Regions from separate parts of the Mus musculus genome. Here all the other regions are linked to region 1. Evidence: chromatin contacts called from public HiChIP or PLAC-seq data. All regions are on one chromosome and are shown on one strand. The core of a region is the stretch at or near the end of the contact, and the rest is flanking DNA. Distances in the headings are between cores, read along the strand shown.

The links. HiChIP or PLAC-seq counts read pairs in DNA pulled down with a chosen protein or histone mark.
Region 2: an H3K27ac HiChIP or PLAC-seq map of cardiomyocytes shows a contact between it and region 1, with 3 times the contacts expected there. The contact joins the promoter of 4930542M03Rik here to the promoter of Mrps18a in region 1. A contact is called at or near these places in 1 of 39 promoter capture datasets (frontonasal cranial neural crest), 3 of 484 Hi-C or Micro-C datasets (brown adipocytes, myocytes and nephron progenitors), 13 of 115 datasets of contacts at active chromatin or transcription factors (bone marrow-derived macrophages, cardiomyocytes, embryonic limb bud and 4 more) and 3 of 9 other capture datasets (embryonic stem cells, embryonic trunk and pancreatic islet).
Region 3: an H3K27ac HiChIP or PLAC-seq map of embryonic stem cells shows a contact between it and region 1, with 6 read pairs. The contact joins the enhancer-like site here to the promoter of Mrps18a in region 1. A contact is called at or near these places in 2 of 39 promoter capture datasets (the HPC-7 cell line and pre-B cells), 2 of 115 datasets of contacts at active chromatin or transcription factors (embryonic stem cells and pancreatic cancer cells) and 2 of 9 other capture datasets (adipose tissue and liver).

What each region holds. Positions count from the first base shown.
Region 1 is chr17:46,108,944-46,113,962 of GRCm38.p6, forward strand. It overlaps Mrps18a (mitochondrial ribosomal protein S18A), which reads left to right and starts at 2,061. Exons shown (of 6, transcript NM_026768.3): 1 at 2,061-2,186. The coding sequence starts at 2,075.
Region 2 is chr17:45,878,623-45,883,641 of GRCm38.p6, forward strand. 4930542M03Rik (RIKEN cDNA 4930542M03 gene) reads right to left here and starts at 2,830. Exons shown (of 2, transcript NR_152136.1): 1 at 2,592-2,830; 2 at 1,227-1,603.
Region 3 is chr17:45,977,049-45,982,067 of GRCm38.p6, forward strand. No RefSeq gene overlaps it. Among named protein-coding and RNA genes, the nearest start is that of Gm36122, 31 kb to the left of the region's middle. Within about 2 kb of position 2,158, at least 8 of the 459 cell types and tissues checked have an H3K27ac peak or open chromatin away from gene starts, as enhancers often do. A contact at or near this core is called in embryonic stem cells, where this site is marked.

The DNA.
Region 1 (5,019 bases), core at 811-3,310:
TGAAGACACATGCACACTTTTAATCTCAGCCTTTGGGAGGCTAGCCTGGTCTATATAGCAAGTTTTAGGACGGCCAGTAAAACCCTGTAGCTAGCTAGCTAGCTAGCTAGCTAGTTAGTTAGTTAGAACCTCTTGAGCAAAATATGGTGGCACAAAATTGTTTTGTCATGTAGGAGCTAATAATAAACAGGCTCAGAAAAACAAGATGGCTCACAACAAAGAGCATGAATGAATGAATAAACATGAACCGTGGTGATTTCCTTGTTCAAGATAATTGGTGCTCACCTCAGGATTCTCTGTTGTATTTATTCCTTTTTCCTTCATTTTTTTTCTACTATGACCAGGTTACCTGTTTTCTTTTAACCTGTCTTTATAGAAAATGAAAGCTGGTTTTGAAAATATCATTTACCATTTTCTTCATTCATTCATTCATTCGTTCGTTCGTTTTAGAAACTGTCTTTTTCCTCTAGCTTCTTGCCATTTGATTTAAGCAGAACAGCCCAGAAACACTCAGTTCAGTTCCAGCCCATTCAGTGGCCTGAGCAGTGGGAACCCAGTGCTGGCCGGGCTCTCCAGCCTTCAGTAGGAAACTGCTGGACAGGCACAAGGAGGACATGCACACCCCTCAGTCTGCCACCTCTGGTGGAGCAGCAGTGAACCCAGGAGCCAGGGTGACCCATACATCCTTCAGTTCCTCCTTTCCACAGCCTTTTCATTGGCTGCGTGCTCTTTCTTCTATGTCTCGTCAGGGTCTCTGTAGGGGGAGAGATCAGGCATGACCGCCCATGGATGCTCACACAAGGTGTACATCCATGGGAAGAACTTAATGGGTCAGAATCCACTACATCACCCCCAACTGAGTGAGCTCCCTTTTATGATGCATGGGCTAACTGATTGTTTCCAGCTGAAAGGCCACATCTCTCAGCTTCCCTTTCAGACTACGAAGTCATTTCTACTCCTGTAAGGGGCTGTTGCCCATCTTCCCTTGCTGAGAATAAGCATTGTCCCTGCTAAGGACAAACTGAGCCTCTCTTTCTGTCTCTCTACAGCTGCCTTTAAATAACCTAGCATAATGGTGGTGCAGCAACCCGGGCTTTGACACCAAATGTTAGATCTCTTAGGCAGTGTAGGGAGACAGAAGACCGAAAAAGAGGCTAAAGCCTTTTCTCCGCAGAGAGGTCTGTTCATTCCAAAACAGTGAAGGACAAAAGAGGTGCCAATGTGGGAAACGCTGGCAGTGACTCTTTATAGGGGGGGAGGGGGGAGCGGTGTTGTTTCCATTCATAAAGAACTAGGGATGCCCTGGGCTTCCCAGGATGCAGCCACAAGGGTGACTAGGGTGGCCCAGCTTCGCATTCCTCTCTGCACTGGCGGACTGACCAAAGTCATTTGTAGGAATCCTGTCTCCTGACCAAAGCATTCTATAATTCCAAACCCTGCAAGAAATCAGGGAAGTGTATATAAACACAAAGATTGAAAGTGTGTATAAGGGGCTGGAGAGATGGCTCAGCGGTTAAGAGCACCAACCACTCTTCCGAAGGTCCTGAGTTCAAATCCCAGCAACCACATGGTGGCTCACAACCATCTGTAATGAGATCTGACGCCCTCTTCTGGGGTGTCTGAAGACAGCTACAGTGTAATTAGATATAATAATATCTTTGGGCAGGAGAGCAAGCAATGATGGCTCACAACCATCTGTACAGCTACAGTGTACTCATATACATTAAATAACTAGCTAACTAACTAAATAAATAAATCTTTTAGAAAAGAAAAGAAAGTGTGTATTAGCAACAAAGATCGGCAGGTGGGAGGGGTGGTCAACTGTATTCCACCTCTGATGCTGAGGGCCAGAGTCCTTACCATCCCAATCTGTCCTGACAGGTCTAGCCTCAGTCACAAAAGCTGCCCAGCAGGAAGAAAAACTAAGGAAACCGGGTGGCGTGTAATTTACAGACAGAGGAGGTGACAGAAACAGAAGGGATCGGTGACCACGAGAAACCCTCCCGCCGCACAGCGGCTGCGCACACCCCTGCTCCGGAAGCGGAAGTGCACACGCGGTCAGGTGCGTTCCAAGATGGCGGCCCTCAGGGCTCTGGTGTCAGGCTGCGGGCGGCAGCTCCAAGCGTTCCTGGCAGGCCCCGCTGCCACTGGCTGGTTATGGCTTCCAGCTCGCGGGTTGAGAGAAGGTGAGTCCCAGGACCCAGCGACCCCCGGGACTTGAGGAGAGCGTCGTGACACTTCAGCCAGCCGCGATGTGCCCCTCCCTCTCAGCGACTCTGAGACCCGGGAGGTGCGATCCCCCGCGGGCCGCTTAAAGGCTTTACAGACGCTGGCGGGGTGGCTTCACCTCCCGGTTCTCAGTGTCTTCCGAAAGTCAAGGAGAACTGAGAGAAAGACCTGGTCGTTTAAAGATCAAAGAGAAGAATGTCTCAGAGTTCAGAAAAGCTATAAAGGCTGAGTGTTAATTCTCCCATCATTTTCCAAATCGCCTCCTCCTTGGTTAAAGCATGCCGCCAAGCCCACCTTATCAATTCTTCTCTGAAAAATGTGTGATTAAATGGTCACTTTCTCTGCCTAAGCTACGGACTTGTAAGATAGCAGCCAAAGTGCAATGGCAGTTGAACAACTAAGACTTGCTAAATGTTAGGTCTGCATTTCATTAATATTAAATCTGGAAAGGTAACCAGATTCTAGCATCATCTGAGACCTTACTGAAGGTCAAACGCTGTGAGTCTAGCTGTAAAAGGACTGTAAAGGGAAAAAGCACGGCTTCCTTGGGTTCTAACGAGCTATGTATACATCCCCACCAATAAACGGAAGTTATCCGTTTGCATGAAAAAGTACAGTAAGATTCTGTAACCAGAAATAGCAAAGTCAGTTTGAAATTTTCATAAAGAGGATGCTCTTGAACAGGCTCGTAAAAGGATGGAGTTTGGCAGAGTGAAAAGGTCTTTCTGGATATAGTCTTTTCTGTATTCTGTGAGAAGCAGGAAAGGATAAGTGATGTAGATAAAGAAATGATGCGGGAAGGGACTTGTCTTTAAAATTGGCCAACCAGGGAATATTAGTTAAAACTGAGAAATAAGTTGGGCGTGGTGGCTCACAACTTTAATCCCAGCACTCGGGAGGCAGAGGCAGGCAGATTTCTGAGTTTGAGGCCAGCCTGGTCTACAGAGTGAGTTGACAACCAGGGCTATACAGAGAAACCTTGTCTCGAAAAACCAAAAAAAAAAAAAAAAAAAAAAAAGAATGGCAGATAGATAAACTGGGCAGTGGTAGCACCCCTTTAATCCCAGGAGACAGAGGCAGGCAGATTAAGTTCAAGGCCAGCCTGGCCTACAGAGCGAGTTCTAGGAGAGTTCTAGGACAGTTAGGGCTACATAGAGATAACCTGTCTTGAAGATAGAAGAAGGAGAAGGAGAAAGAAGGAAGAAGGATGAGGAGGAAGAAGAAGAAGGAAAAAAGAAGAAAGAGTGGCCAATAAGGGATTCAGTTCAGGGGAATCAAGAGATAATTAAGGGGGCATTTGTGTGTGTGTGTGTGTGTGTGTGTGTGTGTCAGATTAACTCATCAAGAAGGTCACCAGTGAGATCTTGTGGATGGCAGAGTGGACTCGGATACAGTGTTTCAACTGTCCCCAGGCTGCAACATGGGGCTTAAGCTCATAATGTTTTTGAGGGTAACTGACCTGTCAGATACTAACAGCTCCAAATTGCATATCCCTTATGAAATGCAGCATAAAGCTTCTTTTGTTTTGTTTTTTGAGGCAAGGTCTCACCAAACTGACCTAGAACTTGCTATGTAGATCAAGCTGGCCTTAAACTCACAAAGATCCACCTACTTCTTCCTCCTGAGTAAGGGCTTCTTAACTGAAGAGTTTGTGGACTGATGAACCATCTAATCAGTCTTTAGAGTCATCCTCTACAAATACCTGATTGCAGCTCTCCACTCTGTCAGCCACTGTTTAGAGAGCCTGGACCAAAGGCTAAATACTGAAGTGAAGTGAATTGAATTGAAGATATGCCTTTACATGAAAGCGCTGTCGTGTTTTATATTCTTTTGGATAAGTGAACCTTGAAGCACCCTCCCTTTAGGAAAGGCATATATACAGCTGATTTGTGTTGCTCTAGTGAGGATGTTTGTCACTCAAATAGTATTGTACATATAACATTCGCAGTTGTGGAAAACAAGCTGAGTCTCTTGCTGAAAATATTCATGCCTCTTGTTTTTCAAAGATAAAACTATATAACTCTAGTAAGAATTCATGAGACTTGGAATTGAGAAGCAAAGAGACTTCATGAGGACCAAGTACCAGTGTTGTTTTTATAAACTTTCAGTCTAGGGTACTGTTTCTCAGTCAGGGGTGGACCTCTATTCCCCACTCTCACTCCTAAAACATTTGGCAGTGTCTAGAAACATTTTTTGGTTGTCAGAACTGGTAGTAGCAGTACCTGGTAAGTGGATAGGAATACCATTAAATGTCTTACAACACACATGACAACACGACAAAGGACCATCTGGGTCACACACACACACATACACACACACTAGGGTCGGGATATGGTGGGGTTTGATTTTTCAAGACAGGGTTTCTCTGTGTAGCTCTGGCTATACTGGAACTCACTCTGTAGGCCAGTCTGACCTCAGACTCTGAGATCTGCCTGCCTCTGCCTTGACCACTGGTGTTTAAAGGCATTTGCCACCACTGCTGAGGTGATACATACCTTTAATCCTGACATTTGGGAAGCAGAGGCAGTTAGGATCTCTGGGAATTCTAAGGTCAGCCTGGCCTACTTAGAGAGTCCCTGACCAGCCAGAGCTACACAGGGAAGCTCTGTTTCTGAGATGGGGGTGGAGGCGAGTGATTGACAGGTCCTGACAGCCCAAAGTGAGAGTGAGCAGATTTTGGCAGAAGCAGAACTGAAGGGAGACAAATGAGGATGCTATGATTTATAAGGGCCTTCTTGCAGTAGTGTGCGAGGTTTTCAATAACCATCTACTCGTCCATCCTTAAAGGTA
Region 2 (5,019 bases), core at 1,580-4,079, 230 kb before region 1:
AACTGGAGTTCCAAGGGGTTTAAATGGCCTGATGTGGGTGCTGGGAATTGAACCAGAGTCCTCTGCCAGAGCAGTATGTACTCTTAAATGCCAAACTGTCTCTCTAGCCCTGACATAAGCCTTGAGATCATCTCAGAAAATTCATAGAAATACAGCCCAGAATCCTATACGATCCCCATAGTTAGCACTGTAGACTGATTGCCAGGTAGTCTTAAGTGGCTGGAGCATTTACCATCCTTTCGACAATGATGGAAAGAGATTTTATTTTTATTTTTGTTTGCTTGTTTGTTTGTTTTTGGTTTTTTTTTTTTTGTTTGCTTGTTTGTTCCTAGGACAGGGTCTTACTCTGTACCCCTAGCTGGCCTGGAATTTGCTATATATAGATCAGGTTGGCCTTGAACTCAAAAGATGCCCACCTGCTTCTGCCTCCTGAATACTGGAGTTAAGAGCCACCACACCTGTCTACATATTTTGCTGGGTTTGTTTTTGTTTTGTCTTTGCATTTCTTTCTTTCTTTCTTTCTTTCTTTCTTTCTTTCTTTCTTTCTCTCTCTCTTTCTTTCGTGTGTGTGTTAAGGGAGGAGTGGGTGCATATATGTAGTGTGGTACACACGTGAAAGTCAGAGGATGATTTTGGGGAATCGGTTCTTCTACCATGTGGGTCCCAGACACTGAATTCAGGTCATTACATTAAGCCTTGATGACAGGCATCTTTACCCACTGGCCATCCTGTAGGCCCAGAGAGGGGGAATTTACATAAACGAATACCTAATGAGCCCTTTCATGCCCTAGTCCCTGTGTGGGGATGATCTCACACCCCTGCCTGTCCCCAGCGAGATCCTCATGTCTGATGAACTGTCTGCTCTCACCACTCCCTGAGGGAAGATGACCAACAACTCTCCCAGCAATCTTGACATTCTTAGCAGATGCTAAAGATGGACCTTCTGAGCCAAGCCAAACCCTCAAAAAGCCCTGTAAGCCCCTCCCATATGTCCCCAGGGTTGTCATGGTCCGGAAGGCAGCAGCCAGTTTAGGTCTGAGACAGATTATCTGGATCCCTGCCTGAGTATTCAGAAGACACACCCCCTCTAGTGTCTAGGGCTTCTTCCAGGGTGGTGGGCTGGCTCCTTTACAGTGGCTGCTGTACTATGCTCCTGGGACTCAAAACCAACACCTTGCCCTCATTAGTGCAATGTTCTAGTCAGCGGTCTTAGGGAGATGTGATGATGTTAATTATGTACTGATTTATTTAATTCCTGCTCTTGTAAAATGAGTGCTGCTTGCCTTCCTTCCTTTCCCCAGGGGCTTCTAAATTCCTGGGGGCATGGCAGGGGCTGGGGCTGCCAGCAGCAAAGATAGTGGGCTGGACTCAGAGGTCACAAAAAACTAGAGTCATTTGCTAGCTCCAGTGACCCTGAGTAACCTCCTTGAGCCCAGGATTGGGTAAGGATTATGAGTTTGGCGCTGGGCCTGCCCTGAAGGGAAGCTCTCAGTAGATCTCTGCCTCTGTTATCATTATTGTTCATTATTATTTTAGTCTCTCGACGGAAAGATCATCTCCTTCGCTCCATGTCTGTCCTGGACAAGGAATCCAGTAGAATTTCCTGCAATGAATAGAGGGCTTCAGTATCTGCGCTGTTCAACATGGTGGCCGTTTGCCCCTGTGCTTTGAGCAGCTGAGGCACTGAATGGCAGCCATGTGCCAAAGAGATTCAGAAGAGTCACCTGGGTCCTGTGGAGACCGGGCCATGAGTACAGATGCAGGCCATCTACTGAGAAAGTACTTAAGTAATATTAGCAGCCACAAACAGTGAGAAAAGTTATGACATATACAAAATCCTCCTGCCCCCGCCTCTGGAATAGCTGAGAATATAAATCAGTGCCTCTGGATAACAGGTTTGTCTGCACCATTCTGAATATCTCCTGAGCCACAGCTCAAGAAAAAAGAGCCGTTTCCACTGCTCAGGGACAAGGGGAACATGAGGACCATGAGGATAAAGATAACTGCCTCATCTGGTCATACAGAATGCTCCCGGGAGAGGCAGCCAGGGTACTGCACAGAGAGGAGGTTTGGTGAGCATCTATCTGATGGTGGGGTGTGACCTTTCTTCATTCCAGTTCTCCAACTCCAAACAGGGAGTTGTTAAAGTCTGTGTCTTTTCTGAACACTAAGTTTCCATAGATCCATCTATCTGCCAGGCTCGGTCCAATAGCTGGAGGTGGGAGGTATGACCAGAAAACAACGGGCCAATAGCTGGAGGTGGGAGGTATGACCAGAAAACAACGGGCCAATAGCTGGAGGTGGGAGGGTACTACCAGAAAGCAACCGGCTTCTAAGAAATGGTTGGGCTGGATGCAAAGCCAGGGCCCAAAGCTAGTCTTCGGAATTCCCCTTTCTGACAACCAAATGAGAAAACAGTTCCTCCATTTCAGAGAATTGGTGCAAGCTTGTAACCTTTGCTTCTTGCACAGCAAAAGCTTGAGCCACGGGGTGGAGGTTTCCCAACTCTAGGACTCCTCAGTGTCTCCAGAGGCAAAACCTCAAATTCCTCCCAAAGAATAGGATCCTCTGAGAGTCCCCAAAATCCTTACCTTCATCCTGGCTCACTGCCTTCTGGGTTCTCATAGGACAAGGTAGGGTTAAGGAGCCTCTATAAATTGTGTCTCTTTGTAGAACAGCGGTTCTCAACCTTCCTAATGCTGCGACTCTTTAATACAGTTCCTCACGTGCGGTGACCCCCAACCTTAACATTTTTCATTGCTACTTCATAGCTGACATTTAGCCACTGTTATGAATCACACCGTAAATCTCTGATCTACAGGATATCTGATATGCAACCCCAATGGGGTCCCGACCCATAGGTTGAGAACCACTGTTCTAGAATCTCCTGGCCTACTGTTGGAGATTCCCGCGTCTGTAGCCAGGAGCAACAAGACACCAACCAGAGCCAAGGGCACACAGTATATTTCTTAACTGGATTTGGGATGACTAAGTACAGTGGGTGGTAAAGCCAGACGAGATGACTGACTGTCAGCTAGACATGTGGCCACCTGGTTAACAGGTTCAGATAGGGTCTTCCTGCTTCTGCTTGGTCTACACTACACTCTACTGTAGAGCACCTTGGGACAGAGGTCAACTCTGTTCTGACAGGGCCCTGTGTCCTTGCCCGGGGAACCTTTTCCCAGTCCCACAAAGTCCCTGGCTTCCACAGCAGAATTTCAGCTTTTGAAAAAGCCCAGCTTCAGGCCAGCCTACCCAACCATCCAGTTCTGGGTCTGGGGTAGGTGGAGATCACCTGTACCTACTCAGCTGGGAAGTAGGTTGACCCTGGGATCCACTGCCCCCCACCCCACCCTCCACCATATTAACTGCTTACCTCACTCCTGTGACAAAGTACCTAACGGAAACAGCTTAAGAAAGGAAGGGCTTATTTCTGCTCATCATTTTCTTATTATTTAGTGTGTGTGTGTGTGTGTGTGTGTGTGTGTGTGTGTGTGTGTGTGTGTAAGCTCCCACATACCACAGCCTGTGCAGGCAGGCTGATGTACCATAGTGCATACACTGTAAAGAGGCCAGGGGACAACTTGGGAGTCAGTTCTCTCCTTCTCTCTGTATGGAGACGCTGTCTCTCATTGGTTCTGCCATCCTGTGTACCGCAGGCTAACTGGCCGCTGAACTTCTGGACGGTTCCTGTGTCTCCCATCCCGCTCTGAGAGTGCCAGGGTTACAGATGCATGCCCCTCAGCTGGCTTTTGATATGGGTTCTGGGGACTGACCTCAGGTTTGACCTATCAAACCATCTCCCTGTCTCCTATTGGAGGATATGATCCATCTTGGCAGGGAGGCCAGAAACATGAGGTGGCTGGTCCACATTGCAGCAACAGTTAGGAAGCAGAGAGAGAGAGAGAGAGAGAGAGAGAGAGAGAGAGAGAGAGAGAGAGAGAGATGCTGGTACTCAGACGTCCCTCTCCTTTGGTTTCTATTCAGTCTAGGACCAAGGTCCACGGATGGTGCTGAGCACAGGGTGGGACTTTCTACGGCAACTAATTTGGCCCAGATACTCCCACACAGACACACCGCTGGGTAATTCTAATGTCAGTCAGGTTGACATTGATGAAAAGATACCACACTGTTGCACTTGAGATTACAGGCCCATCTCTAGAACTTTTGGAAGGGACAGGAAGGAAGCTGTCTTTGCTCTGGCTGACACCTGGCACCAGCTGATCCTGGCTGAGTAGCTTTTGAGGCCTTCCCGCCCTTGGACTCTCATTGTGTGTGGGAATGACTCTGGATACTAGGCTGTGCACAGCCCAGCAGTCAGTCAGCTCAGGCCAGACCTTTCTGTGAGGAAGAAACCAAACCAGAGAGGGCTGGACGCCAGAGCTAGAAGGACCAGAGCTAGGAGGAAGCACCCAGAGCTAGGAGGATCAGAGCTAGGAGGGAGCACCCAGAGCTAGGAGGACCAGAGCTAAGAGGGAGCACCCAGAGCTAGGAGGATCAGAGCTAGGAGGGAGCACCCAGAGCTAGGAGGACCAGAGCTAAGAGGGAGCACCCAGAGCTAGGAGGATCCAGAGCTAGGAGGATCCAGAGCTAGGAGGGAGCACCCAGATCTAGGAGGATCCAGAGCTAGGAGGGAGGACCCAGAACTAGGAGGACCCAGAACTAGAAGCACCCAGTATGTATAGTTTCGTTTTGGACACAGAACTCTCTTCATGAGACCTCATCCCCCTTTCCCTTAGATGGTGGTTCCCTGGGAGCAAGCTGTGTTCTCCCTGCCACACTGGCCCAGGAGCAAGACTGGAACCGTTGTCACCACCATCACCAGCTCCAGCCATAGAAAAGAACAATTTCTGTCTGTGCTGTTAGCATCTTAGAGGAACATCCTGACTCTCCTGAGAAGCTGGGTCAGGGACACCAAGTTATCCTCTTCCCTGCATCTCTGCCAGTCCTTACTCAACTAGGGATGGGGTAGTCCCAGGGCAGGCCCAGGGCTGGGGCTGTGATCAAAAGCCAGCTTGT
Region 3 (5,019 bases), core at 908-3,407, 130 kb before region 1:
TATCTGGCTGCTGTAAGTGCACAAGTGCTCGAGTGCTCAAGTATACACAAACACATACAAACATACACCACACACACACACACACACACACACACACACACACACACACACACACACACAGGAAGTATCATATCATCATAAGGTCTTAAGAAGAGAGCCAGGCTAAAGACTGCTAAGGGCTGACTGGATAAATAATGGGACATCCATGCCACAGTGCCCCACCCCCCAGGCATTAAAGCTGGGGTGGCACAACACCCCATTTCTAGGTAAGAACCTCGAAGACACACAGGAGAAGACAAGACAGACATAAGATGTGCCACCGTTTCTTTTGGGTTTTTTTTTTTTTTCTTTTTCAAAGATGAGTAAGGCCAGGCATGGTGGCCCTTGCCTGTAATCACAGCACCTGGGGGTGTGGCAGGCTGCTAAGGCTGGGAGAGCCTAACTTCCAGGCTAGCCTGGGTTGTGTAACTAGACCCTGACATTATCTTCCCCTGGTTGCACACACACGCGAGCGCACATGCAGACACGAGTGCACAGGTATGTACACACAATATAATCCCAGCACTTGAGAAGCAGACCGAGGAGCAGTTCCAGTTCAAACTGAGCCTGGGCAACATAGCAAGACCCCGACGCAAGCAAGCTAACAAAGCAGAAGCAGGCTGCCTCTGAGGAGTAAGGAGAGGGACGGTGAGCAACATGGCGACTCCCCGATATGCCTTTTGTACTTTGTGGGTAGTGTTCTGTGGACATCAGTTGCCTATTTCCCAATGCTCTTATTCCTGATTTGGCCTGACACTATGGAGTGCCTCTGTGCTGGCTCCCAGTGTCCCCTCCCTTCCTGTCTGCTCCCAGCCACTCCAATCCTACTCTGTAAGACCCCTTGCCCAGGACTGCACATTCCAGCCCCTTGTCTTAAGATTATCAATCCCGTCTTCTTTTCTGCTCTGCGGTGCTCCCAGATGTGCTCCCAGATTCTTCAGGAAGTCCTGCCCATGAGTTTCCTTTGTACATGAATATCTCATGTATTCCTGTCAGGGTTACTGTGGCTGTGATAAAACACCATGACCAAAGCAACTTGAGGGAGGAAAGGGGTTATTTGGCTCACACTTCCATAAGACTGTTTATCATTAAAGGAAGTCAGGATAGAAACTCAACAGGGCAGGAACCTGGAGACGGGAGCTGGTGCAGGAGCCACAAAGGAGTGCTCTTCACTGACTAGCTCCTTAAGGCTTCTTCAGCCTGCTTTCTTATAGAACCCAGGACCACCAGCCCAGGAGTGGTGGCACCACCCACAGTGGGCTGGGCTCTCACTAAGAAAATATTCTACACGTTTGCCCACAGCCTGATCTGATGGAGGCATTTTCTCAGTTGAGGTTCCTTCCTCTCAGATGACTCCAGTTTATGTCAACTTGACATAAAACTAGCCGGCACAGTCTGTTCAAGTCTTCAGAGTCTGGCTGAGAATTGTCTGCGGTCCCTGGACTACTTTGGCCCCTTTTTTTCTTCCTTCATTCCCAGGACACAAAAAACTGTATGTGATTGCACAGTCTAACATACATTTTTTAGAGTATCCCAGCCCTCTGGAGACATCTCTCCCTCCCAGAGATCCGTGCCTTGGGATCCTGCCTATCTTGTCAACGAAACATCAGCAGCCTGACTTTGGAAAATCCTTCTCCCAACCCTGAGCAGCTCCCATGTGGAGAGCAAAGGGAGCCGTTGACTGGATACCCTCCCTCGCTGCATCCCTCACAGCTTACCCCTCCAGCTTGAAGCCAGCTGTCTAAAATGTACAGGGAACTCCACCCCAACAGGGCTGGAACCCATTTAGAACAATACAGAGTAAAAGTGAAATAGGTGGCTGGGTGTGGTGATGTATGCTCGCAATTTCAGTGTTCTGGAGAATCAGAAGGATCAGGAGTTCAAGGCCAGCCTAAGAGCTTGAAGCCAACCCGGACTGTGTAAGATACTGCCTCAAAACTAGCTTCTGTCAGCTGTTCGCCTGGTGCCTCTTAGCTACCCCACATGGACCTCTGTCTCTGTATTCCCCGTTAGCTCAGGATCTAATTGTGTTTCCACTATGCTATTGCACAGCTCTCTGCTTTGATCCTGCCGTCCATCAACTGGGCTGGCTAAGAGTGTTTAGGACCTTACTTGGAGGTGTATGTGTGGGGGCGGGGTCATCTTTTCCAAGAAACTTTCTCTGAGCCCCAGCCCCAGGCAGGCTGACGTCATTCTCCTGGTTTTTCTTTGAGTCCTGGCTTCCGTTGCTCTTACCATACACAGGGCAAACATCATTCATTCTGCCCAGCAGTCATTTTTTTCCCCTGCCCCTTTCTCTATGCCACCAGAATCCCTACCTGTCCAGCTGGCAATGCACCCAGGTTCAGGGGGAACTCTTTTAAACACTCAAGCGCATCCATTCCTGCCTACTGGTCTTCCCGGTCTCTGCTCTGGCAAAAGCCTTTAAACTGTCAGGCTGGCCTTGAACTCCTGATTCACCTGAGCTCTGGAATAGCAAGCATACATCACCACACCCAGCCAACCATTGGTGTTTCACTCTGTATTGTTCTAAATGGGTTCCAGCCGTGGAGGGGTGGAGTCCATTGTGTGGTTTGGACTGTGAAGGCACTTTTCAAAAAGGGCTTCTGAGAAATGCTTTTCTTTCCTGATAAATGATACAATCCACTTTCCCCTTGGCTTTCTCCCTTCCTGTCTTGAGTAAAACTGTAGACGGGACCAAGGCAGCCATCTTAAGACCACTAGGCAACAATCTACAGATTGGGAGTTAATATGGTGGGGCAGAAAGGGGAAATAAAGGAAGATTTATAATAGTTATAAGAGCCGTGCTTGGGTTGACACATGTGTGTGCCGGTGTCTGTGGAGTCCAGAAGATGTTGGTTCCCTGAAAACGCAGTTCCAGGTAGTTGCTTGGTATGGGTGCTGGGAACTGAACTCAGAATCTTGGAGAGCAGTTCTAATCTTAGCTACCAAGAGTTCACCAATCCAGAAAGCCTGAGTTCAGATGATACCATCAATGCTACTGTTCCATAGAATCTTGATTCACATGCCTCCAGACTTCTGTTGTGTGAACTGTGTGACACATGTCTTTAAAAAAAGATTTATTTTATTTATTTTATGTATGAGTACACTGTAGCTGTACTCAAGGATGTGAGCCTTCATGTGGTTGTTGGGAATTGAATTTAGGATCTCTGCTCGCTCCGGTCAACCCAGCTCGCTCCGGCCCAAAGGTTATTTATTATTATAAATAAGTACACTGTAGCTGTCTTCAGACACTCCAGAAGAGGGCATCAGATCTCATTACAGATGGTTGTGAGCCACCATGTGGTTACTGGGATTTGAACTCAGGACCTTAAGAAGAACAGTCAGTGCTCTTAACCGCTGGGCCATCTCTCCAGCCCTGACACATGTCTTTACAACTCAAGTCACTGACTGCTGAGCCCTCTGTTACTTGAGACCAAATATGTTTCAATTATCATGGGAGGTCATGTGCAAACCATCTCCAAGCTGAGCAGAGCACTTCAAAGTCTGAGGTAGGAGGATTAGCATGCAATTGAGGTGCACTAAGGGCTATAAAAAAAAATCAAAACACATCTTGGAGTCTGTTTGCATGGCTAGAGACATTGACCCAACACTTATTCCATAGGTGGTGGCTCAGGGGACAAACCAACAGTTTCCCTCCCTCTGACTATTATGGGTCAAGAGATAGGTTTGTCGCATTCTAGGTTTCCTGGCAGAATCGCTTGGCCAGTTGACCCCACTGTGCTCCACCTGCTTTCCCTACCTTCTCAAGAGGAGTTCACATGCCACCCCACTGTGCAGAGAGGGCAGCATCCATGCCCCCTTGCTACCTGTGGTCAGAAAGAGGGACATACACAGAGAGCCCCAGCCATGTCTCCTTGCTACCTATGGTCAGAAAGAAGGACATACACAGAGATCCCCAGCCATGTCCCCTTGCTACCTGTGGACAGAAAGAGGGACATACACAGAGGGCCCCAGCCATGTCCCCTTGCTACCTGTGGACAGAAAGAGGGACACACACAGAGAGCCCCAGCCATGAGACTCCTCCCTCTTGGCATCTGGGTTTAGTTTTAGTCTCTGGGAATCTCACCTTCAAGAATCAAAGTTCTAGCTGAAGAGATGGCTCATCAGTTAAGAGGACTGGTTAAGGACCCAGGTTCAATTCCCAGCACCCACAGGGAGGGTCCCAACAGTTTGTAACTCCAGTTTCAGAGATGTCATGCTCTTTTGTGGCACATACATAGTGTACAAATATACATCCAGGCCAAACACTCACATGCATGAATTTAATTTAAAAAATAATAGAAGTACCAGCCAGGCATGGTAGTGCATACCTGTAATCTCAATGCATAGGAGGAGAAGGAAACAGAAGTAGTAGTTTAAGGTCACCCTTAGGAACTTAGTAAGTTCAAGACCAACCTGGGCTACATAAGACCCTGACTCAAAAAACAGCAGCAAAACAACTACCATACTCACACATGCATGTGTACACACACACATGCATACATGCATATACAAACACACTCACATATACATGTATGTACATGCACACACATACATGCATATACAAACACACACATGCACATGCACACATACACATGTACATACATGCACACCCACCCACATACACCCACATGCACAAGCATACACACAAACATACACACACACATACACACACACTCAAGAGGGGTTCACACACACGCATACACACACATGCACATACACATACAAACACACACATGCACACATACATACACATTGCACACATGCACCAAAAACAAATAAGCAAACAGTAGAAGTCAATCAAAGGCAAAACCTTTTCTACCCATGTGTATATCTGTATCCCTGTGTGGGGATCTATACACATGTATGCAGGCTTGCACACCCATCTGCTAGACAGCCAAGTGCAGACTCCCAGTGAACTGAAAAGCCATCTGGTGGGCTCTTCCACCAGTGCCAGCTGTTCTCTTTCCAGGGCTT